2 separate regions of the Danio rerio genome follow, and region 2 is linked to region 1. Evidence: chromatin contacts called from public Micro-C data. All regions are on one chromosome and are shown on one strand. The core of a region is the stretch at or near the end of the contact, and the rest is flanking DNA. Distances in the headings are between cores, read along the strand shown. Region 1 holds the start of dync1li1 (dynein, cytoplasmic 1, light intermediate chain 1). Region 2 holds the start of LOC100333241 (KAT8 regulatory NSL complex subunit 1).

Region 1 (7,591 bases), core at 1,914-4,413:
ACAGATGTACAACTTTTAAAGCTGCTCTATAAGGTATGAAATGATGATTATCGTGCTTAAAACTAATTGATTGTGATGATTGTTCTGTCAGTATTGTTTTTTTTATTTCACTTCAGCATATGTATGTTAAAAACAGAACATGAAATATTTAAATTTCAAAACAAAAAAAATATTCTGGTAAAAATGAAACTTTTTCACAACAAAATTAAACTAAACTGTAAAAGTTGTATATACACCAAACAGAGTATGTATGTATTTGTACGACACACTTTACACTTCATGCTTTGGCTAGTAACCAAACCCATCTACATTTCCAGGTTTTATCATAATAGTGTTGACTTGGAATTAACACAATATAATGACAGGATTATTAACCAAAGTTAATACAAACTTCAACAACACCACTTCAAAACACAACAGTGTTAAAAACCGCCAGTCTATTGACTGGTTGCAATAGATCACAACCAGCTATCTATATAGACAATGTTTAAATTCTTACCATCAATATCATCATCGTGAACATTGAAATACAGGTACTCTAAGCCTCGTCCCTTCATGTACTCTTCTACACCTTGGAGTTTCGCAACCAGGGTGGTCTTACCAGACCCTACTTCACCTGTTAAAAGGTCATATTAACACAGAGATAAATATATTAAACATTTAGGAGATACATTTGGATCCTGAAAAATAAACTGGATATATGCATACTGAATTACTCACTCTCTGCTTTTACAACTACATGCAAGCATAAGCAAATAAAAACAACGGATGGACTGTACACTGTTTTTAATGTTCATAAAAGCATATTACTAATTTAACAAGATGAACTGATCCACAATGTAGATTTGAATTCAAGACCTGTAACAGATTACAAAATCTTTAATAGACATTTAGTCTATGAAATAATTATATTCTTGCAATTACTCAGTTTGTGCTGCACGCACAATATAAAAAAAATGCAATTGCAATATTTTGTTTTACTGCAATATAAATAGAATTTTGCTATTTGGAAAGATTTCATGAATTCAGATTGACTGGGGTGATCAAGTGTTTTTCTATGCAGAAATCTGCATAAAATATAATCAATATTTTTCATATGAGCAATTCAGCGTTATGGATGTGACATTTGCAGTGAAAACTCAAAACATAAATTCACAGAGAAAGTACAGTATATGTTAACATTATATTAAAACATCTGTTTATATTTTCCAAAACAAGTAACCACAGAATTACAGGATCATAAAAATATCAATATGCAATCATTTTTTATACTTTAAATGGGGGAAATAATCTTGCGTTATGGATGTGTCAAAAAAAAAAAGTCTGTGAGTTTTTTTTACACACTTTGTAAAAATTCTGTCAATTAAACTGCACAACTAAAAAGAAATTATGTTAATCAAAAGGATAAGAGCTGGCTCACTATAGAACAAAAATTATTCATTTTATTTTATTTGACATTTTTGCATTTATGAGGAAAAATGCCGTTATGGATGTGTTGTCTCTCCATTATATGTGACCGATGTAAAATTGCCACTTGTGTGACTTTGTCAATGTTTTCAAACTTTTATATTTGATTTACCAGAGACATTTTTGAGCATTTCTAAAGTACTGTAAAATACTTGTTTAAAAATTAAAAAACAAAATTGTAACAATCAAGCATGGAATAACATTGTCATCAATGTATAATAATGTTGTACAACAATATCTTAATCTTTAATAAATAATCTAGTCCTACAATGTGACAATTGCGAATATACACATTGGGATATTGATGTTCAAATGATTTATTGTTCAGACCTACTAAGAGTCAATAATAAGACTTTAGCAAAATAATGCTGAAAACAAAATATGTTACTAAAAATCAAAATGTATAATGCTATGTTTTCATTTTTGACAGGTGAAGTCTTAAATGTCCTAATCTATTATATTCAATTTAAATGAACAATTTATAAAATTAGATATTTAAATGCACACTTAATTTACCACTTTCGAGAATTTCTTCAAATACACTTCAAACACATTATGTATATTAGTATGCAAATTTGTAAAGAAAAAATACCTCACAATAATAATACAGTTTTATATTTGTATTAAATTCTTTTATCCAACAAAGTCTGTATGACAAATATGTCTGACGCCACCCATTGATACTGCAAACAAGAGCCAGTCACTGGCTGTGTTTAAAAAAACCTTGCGAGCTGCCTACATAGACAGCATTATCGTTTCTAAAAGACAACGAGACAGCACTTTCTATTCATTGCAAGCACATCTGCTTTGTTATTAGCATGTTATGTAGCAGTCTTGCATTTAGTTCTTCGGAACACTCCTATGGTGCTGTCTAGATAGGCAACACGAAAGCATTTGAGACACGTCCAGTGTCTGAGAGTGCGGATTATCTCTATTCACCCGACAGTGTATACCATATGCAAACCTTTATAACGGAATTTAATGTCACATTATAAAAATGGTAGATAAACTCAAAGGACAATGTTTTTAGAGCGAGCGGGGACTGACAGCGATGAATGTAACGTTAGACAATGACGTGTGCTCAATAACAATAAACGTGTGCTCAATAACACACTTAACGTACAATCACATCAGTGCACAGGCGGAGCAAGCGAGTTGTTACGTTCAAACCATTGCGTTTACTTAACGCTGTTATGTTGTTCAACGATAACCAGCCAGTGGATGCAAAACAATGGGATGCAGAACACACATGAAACAGCATTTTTGCGTGACAGAGGCAAGAAAAACACCCACCCATGACCACCACATTTTTTCCTGACGGCAATTTTGATCGTGAGCGCGTCGACACCTCACTCAGTATCGATGACCTGAACGCAGAGGAACATAGTGTGGCATTAGATGTTAAATCACAATGCTTTTAGAAACATGCATCAGTGAGATCATTGATTCAGGCTGGCCTGTGTACCTGCCCGGCTGGGGCAATTTGCAAGTTAGCCGCTAACAACTGTCACATGCTGCTCTGAGCCATATAAATCTGCGTTCTGACCATACACCCAAGATTGAATGGAGGATAAAATGTCCGGCTAAGCCTACCATAAATTCTGTCCATCCTCCTCCTCGGGGTTTTGGCTTTCGGAAGTGCTGTTATTTACATTTGTGCTAACCGATAGGAGTGTATTTCTGCCCGTCGTCGCCATCTTCGCAGGCTTGAGTGACACCCCTGAAAGAGCCCCGGATGTTTCGCACAGAACCGAGCGTTGCTTTTTTGCTGGGCGTGGACCATGGCGAGCCGCAATCACAGTCCCAAATCTCAGGTGAATAGAATAGAATAGAATAGAATAGAATAGAATAGAATAGAATAGAATAGAATAGAATAGAATAGAATAGAATAGAATAGAGCACTTCTAAAGAAATCTAAAAATCTTTCTAAATTGTTTCACAAAGAATTCTTTACATCTATTATCATTTTCATTGCTTAAAGGTTCTCAACAGCTTTAAAAATCAATACGTTTCAGATTCCTATTATTAAGGATTATTAAAATATTGAAATGTTATAAAAGGCTGGAAAGCGCTGGACGTCCAGGTGGGAGAGGTCACCAACTTGTGTACAGGCTGGCCCTTCAGGATCAATGCGAGGATTCGTCTGTCACTGTGGTCTTACAAGGATCAGTCTCATGCTCACCACTCCTCCATAACCATCACAGCAGTTGCTCAAAATACAGCCTAGTCAAGGATTATGAAAACCTCACATTCACATTAATGACCCAAAATTCACATTCCTTTGGCAAAGTCCCTGATTTACCAGGGGTCCCCCCAGCTGAATGAACCACCATTTACTCTGGAATATGTTTTATCCGTCAGATGCCCTTCTGGAAACACCCAAACTCAAACCACTCAAAGCAACCTTTTTAGTGTTAGGTGACGTGCATTCAACTGAGCCACCGCTCTGCCCTGAAATTAATCAAATACCACAGGCCTGTATAAGGGGGTTTGGGTTGTTCGATAGACCCACCCCTCACTGACAAAGGTCGAGAATTTGTCCCAAACATTAGCTCATTTATTCTATTTTGACTGCTATGTCATAATAAATTGTAAATATAACACATTGAAAAAAGCTTTAAGACCAAGCGGAATCCTGTGTCGGTCATTGGTACAGAACCTGGGACAACGAATTTGGCAGTTTTGGTGCCAAATTTAGTGTCTCAAATTCTGACTGAAGAAAGTTTAATGTGCTGGCCAGTTTGTAATTTGCTTTCACTGTCAGAAAAAAGGTACACAAGGGTATACAGATATCTTTTGTAAACATAACTTAAAAGAATATGTTTAAAGAAACTCATAAACATTAATTATTAAGTTCCATACAAAACAACTGATAAAACAAAACTAAACATTTATGACATTTTAATAAACATATGGTAAACATTTTCTGAAAAATACATTTTCATTATTGATATCCACACCTTTTGTTTTTCCCCCTATGCACATGAGCTAGCAAAAGTACTGCATATGCAAAGTGTTCATGCAAACATTTTATTATTGTAAAACTAATCAACATTGTGCATTTCTCGTTACAATACTTTTGCATAATTCTATTTCCATTTTATAATAAAGTTAATTAAAATACTTTTAAGTGATTAGAAAAGGTATTGTGTGAAAACTGGCAAACAAATTGTTATATTGTACATGAGAGAATGTATTTCTGTAACATTTTTGTTAACAGTGTTGTGAAAAATGTTAAGCAAAAACATAAATCTTTAATTTCTGTGTGAAGTATGTTTTATTCTTTATTGTAAATTGAAAATGTGTATTTACACAAAAAACTTTTATTATGAACTGAAACCTTGTTTAAAAATGTATTTGATGTTTTATATTTACTGATAATAAATTACAAATTTTGGATATGACAAATTTGTTTCTTTGTCTTAAGGCACAATTCTGTTGCAAGGTAGAAAAAAATTACTAATGTTTTGCTTCTTACACTTTACATACCTGAAACTTGCCTACAGCACTTATTCATTGTTGCTCTTATAGTTGTGTAAATTGCTTCCTTGTCCTCATTTGTAAGTCGCTTTGGATAAAAACGTCTGCTAAATGACTAAATGTAAATGTAAGGTACTGCCCCAGTGACAAGGGTTTTCACCGTTTTTTTACAACATTGTAACATTTTTTTCTGAGAGTGTAATAAATGATAATAGGCTACACTTTTTTGTTTAAAAACAAATTTCTATTTTCTCCTAATGATATAAAATGTAATAAATTAGTATTTTTAAAACAAGTGTTGTATATTTTTTGTATATATTATTGTATTATTTCTTAATTCTAAATCTTCAGGAAATGCTTTTGGTACATCAAAAAGTGTGACCATGTGACAAGCTAATCCAGTAAAAAAGTGCTTAAAATGCAGTATTTACACCTCATAATTAAATAGAAAATGAGGCGAATAACTGCAAAAAGGTCCATTTTTTGAGTAAAAAGAACCACCTCTTTCGTCAGGCTGCCTACGGACCTATACCACAAATAGTAATTCTATTCTATTCTATTCTATTCTATTCTATTCTATTCTATTCTATTCTATTCTATTCTATTCTATTCTATTCTTGTCAAGTCTCCATGAACACATATCTTTTTGTGCCCGAAGGAGCATATTATATCGCTCAATAAATTTTTTTCTACAGCGCATCTGTACCAAAAACATATACCTATTTTGCGACATGTTGTACCAAACTAAAAAAATATTCACCAGACAACCACACACTCAACAATTCACAATCAGTTTACTCGTCCTACTGGATTTGTTTAAGGCCAGACCCCCAAAAATCAAATACAACCATTTACTCTCACTATATGCCTGTATGGGGATTAAATGTAATTTGCAGAACTAACCGCCAGAGTGCAGGGTTACACTGTATTTGCGCCATGTACTTCCTCTCCAGCGTTGACAGTAGGACTAAACAGTGAAGTTAAGTGGAGTGCGCGCGCGTGCCCTGCTCTTATGTGGAGAGAGGATCCTGCAGGTCGGACTATCCATCACCTTTAACGCTCAACCCGATGGAGCTGCATTTTTTTATGACGGCTGAAAATCTAAACATGGAATCAGATGGAAAATGAGTCCAGTGCGTAAACTGCACTCAACACAATCTTAAAACTGAGGAACTTTTTCTCGCATACCTTGGGATTTGTTCTTATACTTAAAACAGTGGGTAAGTTTTGTGCCTTTATAAACAATGTACCTCATAGTTTTGCATACACCCCAAAATATCTAAGTTTTAAGCATACATTTTATGTGAACATGCATAAATACTATCAGTGTTTTAAAGAGGGCGGTTGATTCTGTTTGAATCGAATTGTGTTTGTAGTAATTGTTCATCTATTGTAAGACCTTAGCTGTCAGTCAATTTTTCAACATGTCATTTGGTGTTTGTGGGTCATTAAAAGACAAATTGAGAAAGACTGTAAGACTAACAAATATGATTCGTACTAACATTATTGGAATTTACTTCGTTATATGATTGACATGTTTTTAAAATAAAAGTAATTCTGATTCATTTGTTAAGGTAAAAGCCAAATAGACTGATGTATGCCAAGAAAATAAACAGTAAATGGGCACTGAAAAGCTGAACATTTTGAAAATTGTAGTGCAAGTAGTTTTATTTTTTAGTATTATTATTTTTTCTTTTATTTATTTTGTTAGATGTCATGTTAGCTATATTTATGCCCTGAGAAACTTTTGCATGCAAGACAAAACTGAGGCAGTGCAGTGTGGTGTAGCCTAGGAGTCATGTGACGTGCATAAATGTGTAAATTGATTTAGTAAAATTGAGTAAAATGATGCTCTATCAAACATAAAAACTGTACGAATATTAATTTCTCAAAAATTAACCCAGTTTAACATTATCTCAATTTACAGTTTGAAACTAAATTTGAACACTGTATTATTTTCATTCAAGGAGGCATCTCTTCATTCTTTCTTCCACCATAGAACAGAACACTTTTGTCTATTTGACATGTACATGCATTGCATCAGCTGTATAGTATTTTTCAAAAAACTTACAGCAGAGTGGTACAAGCTTGTGGAGTGTTTGATTTAATGTATATTCACATAATATAAAGAGAATATCTGCATCTGTTGTCCAAACACTTTTATAGCTAGCACAAATTAACAGCATGAAAACTAGGCCAGCAGTCCACATGAGCCTATCCACTGTACTCCTGTGTGAGTGCTTGATTATTCATCATATTGCAGGAAACACCATGCTTTCCAGGATTATTTCAGTACATGCAATGCAAATACACATAGAAGTATAACTATGCGCACACAAACGTGAACACCTGCATAGTCATTTCACCTAATCTGTCCAGGTGCATTAAAGCACTGCATCAAAGTGGGACATGATTGCTTACAGTAAAATCTGCTGGGGGTTGCTCGCGATAGTTTTGTCCATCTTGCACTCCATGTGAGGCTCTGAAGGGTTGCAGCAGCCCATAAAGGTGCGCCAGCCTCTTTTATCTAAAAATAACAATAATGATAACAAAAATGTGGCGCTTAAAAGGAAGCAGAGGGCATGAATAATTGAGTAACACACAGAGATACACGTTCTCTGTGGTATGGTCTCGGAGTATTGGG
Region 2 (7,591 bases), core at 4,506-7,005, 350 kb after region 1:
TGCACAGGCTCACCAAACTTGGACAATAAAAGATTGGAAAAAAATTGCCTGGTCTGATAAGTCTTGATTTCTGTTGCAACATTCAGATGGAAGGGTCAGAATTTGGCATCAACAACATAAAAGCATGGATCCATCCTGCCTTGTATCAATGGTTCAGACTGGTGGTGGTGTGTAATGATATGGGGATGTTTTCTTGGCACACTTTGGGCCTTTAAGTACCACTTGGCATTGTTGCTGACTATGTCCATCCCTTCATGACTACAGAATACCATCTTCTGATGGCTACTTCCAGCAGGATAATGGACCATGCCATAAAATGCAAATAATCTCAGACTGGTTTCTTCAACATGACAAGAAGTGCACTCTTCTCAAATGGCCCCCATTTTCACCAGATTCCAAAGGTGCTCTATTAGATTGAGATGTGGTGGAATGGGAGATTTGCATCATGGGTGTGCAGCTGTCAAATCTCCAGCAACTGCATGATGCCCTCATGTCAATATGGACCAAAATCTCTGAGGAATATTTTCAGTACCTTGCTGAATCTATGCCACAATGGATGAAAGCAGTTCTGAAGGGGGTCTAACCGGGTACAAGTAAGGTGTACCAAATAAAGTGGCCAGTAATTGTAATAATACAAAATAAACAATAATAACTTTTAAGTAACTTTTAATAAACAATATAACTTTTAAGGGGATATTTGAACTTATATTAGATTTTTGAAATAATTAAAATCTAATATAAAATGTCACACCTATTGCTAAATATTACGATTCTTTTAACTAGTACATGTAACTTAAATTAAAATATCTCTAAATACCCATCACTACTGTCTAGTCAGTATTTTTTTTATTTTATTTTTTACTTACATTGTGTCGCAGGATGATGTCTTTAAGTTTAGAAGTTTGCTTTTGTTCCAGATCCGGGGAAAGGTACACCACAGGTCTGCTTAATAAGTTATTCTAACACAAACACAGAAGACAAATGTCAGATACTGCACCACACACAGATTTGCTCATGATGTTTGTCTTAGCTAAAGATCCAAACACAAATACCTGCATCAGCGTTTTCTCCACACAGCCCAGCATCTCTGTATTGCGATCCAGTCTGGATGGATTCTGCAGATCGAAGCGCCTCCTTTAAAAAAAAAAAACACACATACACAGAGTATGAGATAAAAGAGACATCATATTTATTGAAAGCTTAAATTTATTATTAGTGAGGGCTAGTGTGTTGACCAAAATATTGCATCTCTGTAAAACTGACATTAATATCTTAATATCAAATGTAAAAACATTCACATATACTATTGCATGCATTAACTTAAAATCAAAGGTGAAAGCAAAGACACCCTTACAAAAGTTTAACATTTCAGATACAGTGCTCGGCACAATTGAGTACATCCTATTTTAAAAATGAATATTTTGATCCATTTCTCGGTGAATATAGGCAATGTATTTTGGTGCATTTACACAGAACAGATTTATTAAATAGATATATTTAATAAAATAATATTTTAGTCAAAAAACTTATTTAGAAATTGAAAGATAATACAATTAAATTTAACAATTAAAAAAACATTTTTTCCCCTATAACATATACATTTGGGTATACAAGTTTTTGGACCGCCATAAGAAGTTATTTTGTTAGATAAGCTCCAGATTTGGCTTCAGTACTGACTAATCTAATGTACATGCACACATATAATATTGTACAGCTTCCTATTAAAATATGAATTTAAAAGATAGATTTGTGAGGGATGTGCTTATATATGCTGAGCACTGTATATGCTGCATTTTGAAAATTAGTTCAAAGCAAAAACATGGATGACAACTTAACACAATTTACATAAACATATTAAGAACAACACAACTGTTTTCAACACTGCAAAATCTGATAATTAGAATAATTCCTGAAAACTAAAATAACAACTGCAAAAAAATAAAAAATAAAATAAATAAAAAATCTGATGTTTTGCTCAGATTTGCTTTTATTTAATTTTGGGGGTGGTGCCAATTTTAGATCCAAGTGTGAACTGATCAAATGTTTTTAGTGATATAATATTCCTTCAATGAAGCATTATCCACATTTACATTTGTAATAAGACATGTTATACTGCTGGATTAGTGTTTAATGCAAGTTTATGCATCGCACATATTTTAATATTTCATCCACAACACATAACTCAAATACAGGAATCAGAGAGTGATATTCAGAGAGTGATTAGCTTTTAAGACATTTTTTAAGACCGGCAAGATTTTTTTTTTTTTAATCTTCCCAGTGTTTCAACTGGAATTGAGATTTTAACTTACAGTATGTTTACTAAATATTCATGTAAGAAACAAATGTAAAACTAAAACATTATTCATATCCTGAATAAAAATCTATTAAATCTAGCTAAATTAGCAGGTTGGTGCCTATAGAACTGCAGAAATAATGGTGTTGCCTTGATTACTGCAATAAACAAAGCAGCATGATGTCAAATCTAGCAAGATTTTATTGATTTCATAAACTACACAGCATCCTGATATTTACAGATGTAATTTAGGCACACTTTAGCATACAACTATACAATGTATTATCAAAAATTATATAAAATGTAATACATTGCATAATAGCAATTACGACTTTTTAAGGACCTTAAATTTCTCTACATTGATTTATCAACTTTTAATATTTTTAAGACCCTGCGGACACCCCGCATGAAGACTAGCTTTTAATGTGAACATCTTCTACACTTTAGTTTAAATCATTGTCATTTCAGAGGCATATACTCAGATATTTTTTGCCAACTGAAAAGTGGTTATTTTGCATGTGTATATTCCAGAGCTTAGAATGCTTTGTGCGCGCACATATGCATGTGATAAAGAGAGAACTGCTGAGTAAGAGCAGAGCTCATTAACATTCATCACCATTCCAAATATGATCAAACAAAACTTTCCATTGGGGTCATATCTGTAATTTTTAAATAAGGTTATAAAACCTTTTGATTTTTTTTTTTACTTCCTAAGTCACATATATGCTATGTAGTCATCAGAGACTAATTTAACATTTTGTAAAGACTGTCAAGACGAAATAATTTGTTGATCATTTTAATTAAATTATATTATGAAGATACTGCTTACCAGTGCAGCCTGTCTCTTTCCTGCCCTCAGTGATGCAAACGTGAAAATAAACGTGTAAAAAAATAAAAACATATTAACTGTCATTTTAACGTAATCAATTTATTTATTTTTGTCGTTTTTTCTTCATCTGAACACATTTAACTATGTCATAACTGCAATATTTACATTTCTCCTTAAAAGCTATAGCATGTGACTGTATGGGCTGCTTTTCGCTGTACTTTGTGACAAAAAAAGAATATTGAATGTTGTTCTGTGTCCATGATGGAACTTGCAGGCATATAGACTTGTCCCTCATGTCTCATTTCTGTCATATGTTACTAAGGTAAGCGGGCTGTATAAACGCGAGCGATACACTTATTTTAATACGTCTTATCATAATACTATGTAGGCACATTTATATTTTACAGGTCTAAAACTTTGAGAACAACCGTAAAGCATAACAAAATGTATTTCCCACGTAAAAAAAACTATCCAAAAGGTACGTAGGTCTATGTGTTTTTGCTGATTTTTTTTGTTTATAATATATAGCGTGGATTATAATATAATAAACCGAGAGAGTATATCTTTGTCATGGACCACATTTCTAAAAATAAGCTTGAAAAGTTGTCTGTACCAGGGTGGTACGGACATCACAGGCGAGCCCCCTGAAGGCACTGTAATCCTTTTATAGCCTAGTGTTAGCTTTTTCAATTCTTGCATTTAAGATCCAAAAGTGCTAAAAGTTGTATTTTTGTGTGAGGATTACATGTAAGTGTAATGAACCTATGGGAAAATCCTACAGAGATTCATATCGAGGGAACCAATTTTATGCTAGCAGCCGATTAGCCTACAAGGCGACGTCATAGTTCATGCACTGTATTCTGAAATAATAATACCAACCAGCCCTGTTCGGTCTTAAACTTGTACACTGATCCCAGTATGTGGCAGAGAGCACCTCCTGGCCTCAGGTCCTGAAAACACTTGGCCTATAAAGACAAAGAAACAGAGTTGAAAACAAATCCATGCTAATTACTTATTCTGTAAATCTGTTGTGCTTACTATATTACTATATTGACTCATTGGATAAATGTGCATATCTAAACTTGTCAGAGAAAGATAAGGTAAAATAATGACTCACGGGAAGTTTTGTAAAGTTTGGCTTATTTGCTCGACGACCAAAAGAATCTTCCTGAAACTGCAGAAGTTGGATGACCAGACCAGTTAGAGACTTGCATGAGGGAGCATCAGACTGCACATTCTTGGAGGGGAAAAACAACAACAAAATAATATTTATGGAAACTGGATATAGAGCTGCAACAGAACAATTTTCACAGAGGGACAAGTGTTGAAGTGCTTTCACTAAAGTTGTGTACACAGAGAAATATATTATACATTCAATGAATTAAGGTATGTGTTCCCTACACAGTAGATAACTTGGTGGAAAGGTATGACATGCCGCTATGAGGGGGGTGTGTCAATGAGGTCATGTAAACAAACACCTCTGACCACAAATTAGTTTTTGCAGACACAAAGTTGCTAGCACGCTGCTAACATAATCATCATCGTCATTTAAATGTCTAACGTTAGCGTTTTGGAGAACCACAAATATGTTTTACTGAATCAAATGGTAAAGTTGTGGCGTCTAATATAACGTTAAACAGAAGTTTGTTGCCAACATAAACCCAGGATGGGGATAGTCACTTCTGTCCTGTCAATTGCGTTGAGAAGGTACTCTGTTCATTTCACAACAGTTCATTTCTTTATTATTTTGGTCACACAAACAAAATACAGCCATATAAAATGATATTTTGCAGCCCAATACGTTAACGCTGGACAGAAAGTGGCAGATAAACAAAAGAAAATCTCAGGTAACCACATCATTTATGGGTTGCTCTTGCTAGCTCTCTGACCTTTTTATAATGCTTCCCGATCCAACTGCGAACCGTTTCCATCTGAGACATTATTTCCGGGTTCTCCCAGTATTTACAGCATGGTCCACCGTCCATTTTTCGGCTTATTGAGGTGCTACAACTGACTTGACTTGTCGTAAGTCCCGCTGCAGCCGATCCTTGCGTTTGTGCGGCCATTGTTTCATGCTAATTAGCCTCCGCTACCCAGAAGAACTGAAGACTCCACAGCTCCTCTAGCGGTTAGACCGAAAAAGGCGCCAACGGCACCTCTACTGCATACTTGATACGAGTACAGTAGGCTACACACAGTACATAGTATATGCTGTGTACCAGAACCACAGGCAATTAAATACAATTGATTAATTAGTCAAATAAAACGTTTATTTGAATTTGAAACACATTTTTACATTAAATTCGTGCGCGCGTGAGTATATGCTTACATTCAGACATAACGGATTAAATTATGTTTAATTGCTGTGCTAAAAGCTGCGAATGAACAGCTTCATATCGCATTTTTCAACCTATTCATTCAAAAAACCGTGCATGACGACTGCTGTGTCATCTTTTTAAACACTTGATAATCGCTGAACAGTTTTAAAGGTTAATATTTTTACTTTTAGAAATATATATTTTACAACAACATTCAATAAACCCACGGCGTGCGACAAAACGCCGAGTGTAAACCATAGACTGTAAAAGGTGTGAACTAGTTTTTAAAAAAACCCTAATTCTCTACTGAAGGTTGGGCTAATGAATGGCGCATGCTCAGTGCGAATAGGGAGTGCTGGAGACAGCCAACAGTGCAGCGAAAGGCAAGACGGGTGAAAAAGAGAAGCCCGTCTTGCTTTCGAAAAGGGAAAAATATACGCTAACGGAGCTTCGTCGTATGTTTTCGCTTCACACCCGGCCATGCTAACAACACAGCGATGTATTATTACTGCAATCGGAATAAAATGAGCACTAGTGCAGTCGGGCCTGGAGTGGAGAGTTGTGGGGCCGGGTGTCCGCATAGCGCCAGCCGCTGCTGCGGGGGAGGAGGCTGCGGTGAGACCGTCAGTGGTGACGGAAGCTCGGCCGCTGCGGCTACAGCCACCAGCGCTGCCCCAGTGCAGAGCTCAGACCGGGAGAGCAGCGTAGCCGAGGCCCAGGCGTTCCGCGAATGGGACTGTGCCACCTCCGTCGATGCGGATCTGGCCCAGAAAATGAACGAGGAGGGATTTTTCACCAACGGCGCTGCTTATATTACACGGGAGGGAGACGAGTGTGCGGATTCGGGGGAATACGACGGAGGACGCGGGCGTTTTTGTAGACAAAGCGCTGGTGCAAGCGAGGATAACAGCATTAATATTGATCACAATGGAGCTGGTTTGCGGTGTTTCATGAGCGCAACCACACGGAGGGACGAACGCAGAGCGAGCGCGAGACTGCCGCCGGTGCGAACAGCAAGAGTCCGACGAGGATACGCGGTGCACACCGGGACCGAGCGCGCGATGATGACAGCCGCTGCAAGGTGTGGTCACGGGCACTCCGAGCCCGCGGTCATCAAGCGTCGGGGATGCAGTTTCAACCGAACCTCCAAGAGGGTGTGTTTCTCGGGAACGTATTGCGGCAGCTCTGATGCCGCGGCCCGCGTTGGTTTCAACGGTGAAGCTCCCGAGAAGGGCTCTTCGAGCACTGCCGAGACTGTCAGGCGAACGTCCTCACGTCGCATCCAATGCGAGAACACGACTGGAGCTCAGAAAATGACTTTCGCATCGTGCGTGCCCGAAGAAAATACCAAGCTGCCCACATGCAGGACGGCGAAGGGGCGCGTCAGACTGTATAGGGTGCGCTCCTTTCTTGCCAGCTCTGCCAACCATAACAACGGGGTCAGCGGAAACGGTGCCCCTCACGATAGCCTCACACAGCAACTTTCTCTCCAGGCCCCTGAACCCGAGTATGACCCGCGTGATTGCATTAAAAAGACTCTGTCTGCCCACTTCATTAGATTCTCTCAGTCCGAGAGTGGGCCTCCTAATGGGACAGAGCCAGAACCACAGACGTGTGAGAGTGCAGGTGTGGGCATTGATGCAGAGAGGACTGAGGGGCCCAGCACGGAGCATATAGAGGCGGTGAGGGGTGAAGCCGAACGCAGGCAGGCAGAGCTAGAGGGTCGTACTGACCACCTCTGGAGGCGCCTGCAGGCCGTACAGGTGAAGCAAGTGGAGAGGCATGTGAAGCAGCAACTGAGTGGCCTATACAGGAGACCGGGGTTGAGCTGCACCAGGAGGCCTAGTGCTGTTTCCAGAAAGTCGACTGAGCTGAGCAGGCTCGCGCGCAGCTGTAGCGAGATCCTCCGGACTGCGGAAAGCGCTCTGGACTCGGACCACACAGCCAGCAGCTCTGGAGGAGGCAGCGACATCGAGGAAGACGAGGGATTGGAGAGAGGAGGACATCGCTTTAGGCCGTCGATAAAATCAATGTAAGATTTAGGGTTAAGTTATCCTTTACTCTCAGTAAATAACTTTTTTATCCTTGTAAATTTGAGTCAACACTACTCAGTTGTATGCCGAAAAAATAGAAGTTAAAGGGATTTTTCAC

What was found. A called contact is a pair of places that touch in the nucleus more often than the background predicts.
Region 2: a Micro-C map of caudal fin shows a contact between it and region 1, with 4 times the contacts expected there. The contact joins the promoter of LOC100333241 here to the promoter of dync1li1 in region 1. A contact is called at or near these places in 1 of 18 Hi-C or Micro-C datasets (caudal fin) and 1 of 4 datasets of contacts at active chromatin or transcription factors (embryo).

The regions. Positions count from the first base shown.
Region 1 is chr19:21,280,792-21,288,382 of GRCz12tu, forward strand. It overlaps dync1li1 (dynein, cytoplasmic 1, light intermediate chain 1), which reads right to left and starts at 3,164. Exons shown (of 13, transcript NM_001102428.1): 1 at 3,061-3,164; 2 at 2,761-2,834; 3 at 500-616. The coding sequence starts at 3,164. It overlaps cpne4b (copine IVb), which reads left to right and starts at 5,960. Exons shown (of 16, transcript XM_003200571.7): 1 at 5,960-6,167.
Region 2 is chr19:21,632,162-21,639,752 of GRCz12tu, forward strand. It overlaps LOC100333241 (KAT8 regulatory NSL complex subunit 1), which reads left to right and starts at 5,756. Exons shown (of 12, transcript XM_073931618.1): 1 at 5,756-7,472. The coding sequence starts at 5,938. smarcc1b (SWI/SNF related BAF chromatin remodeling complex subunit C1b) reads right to left here and starts at 5,207. Exons shown (of 27, transcript NM_001089367.1): 1 at 5,012-5,207; 2 at 4,240-4,359; 3 at 4,002-4,087; 4 at 1,053-1,134; 5 at 867-959. The coding sequence starts at 5,188.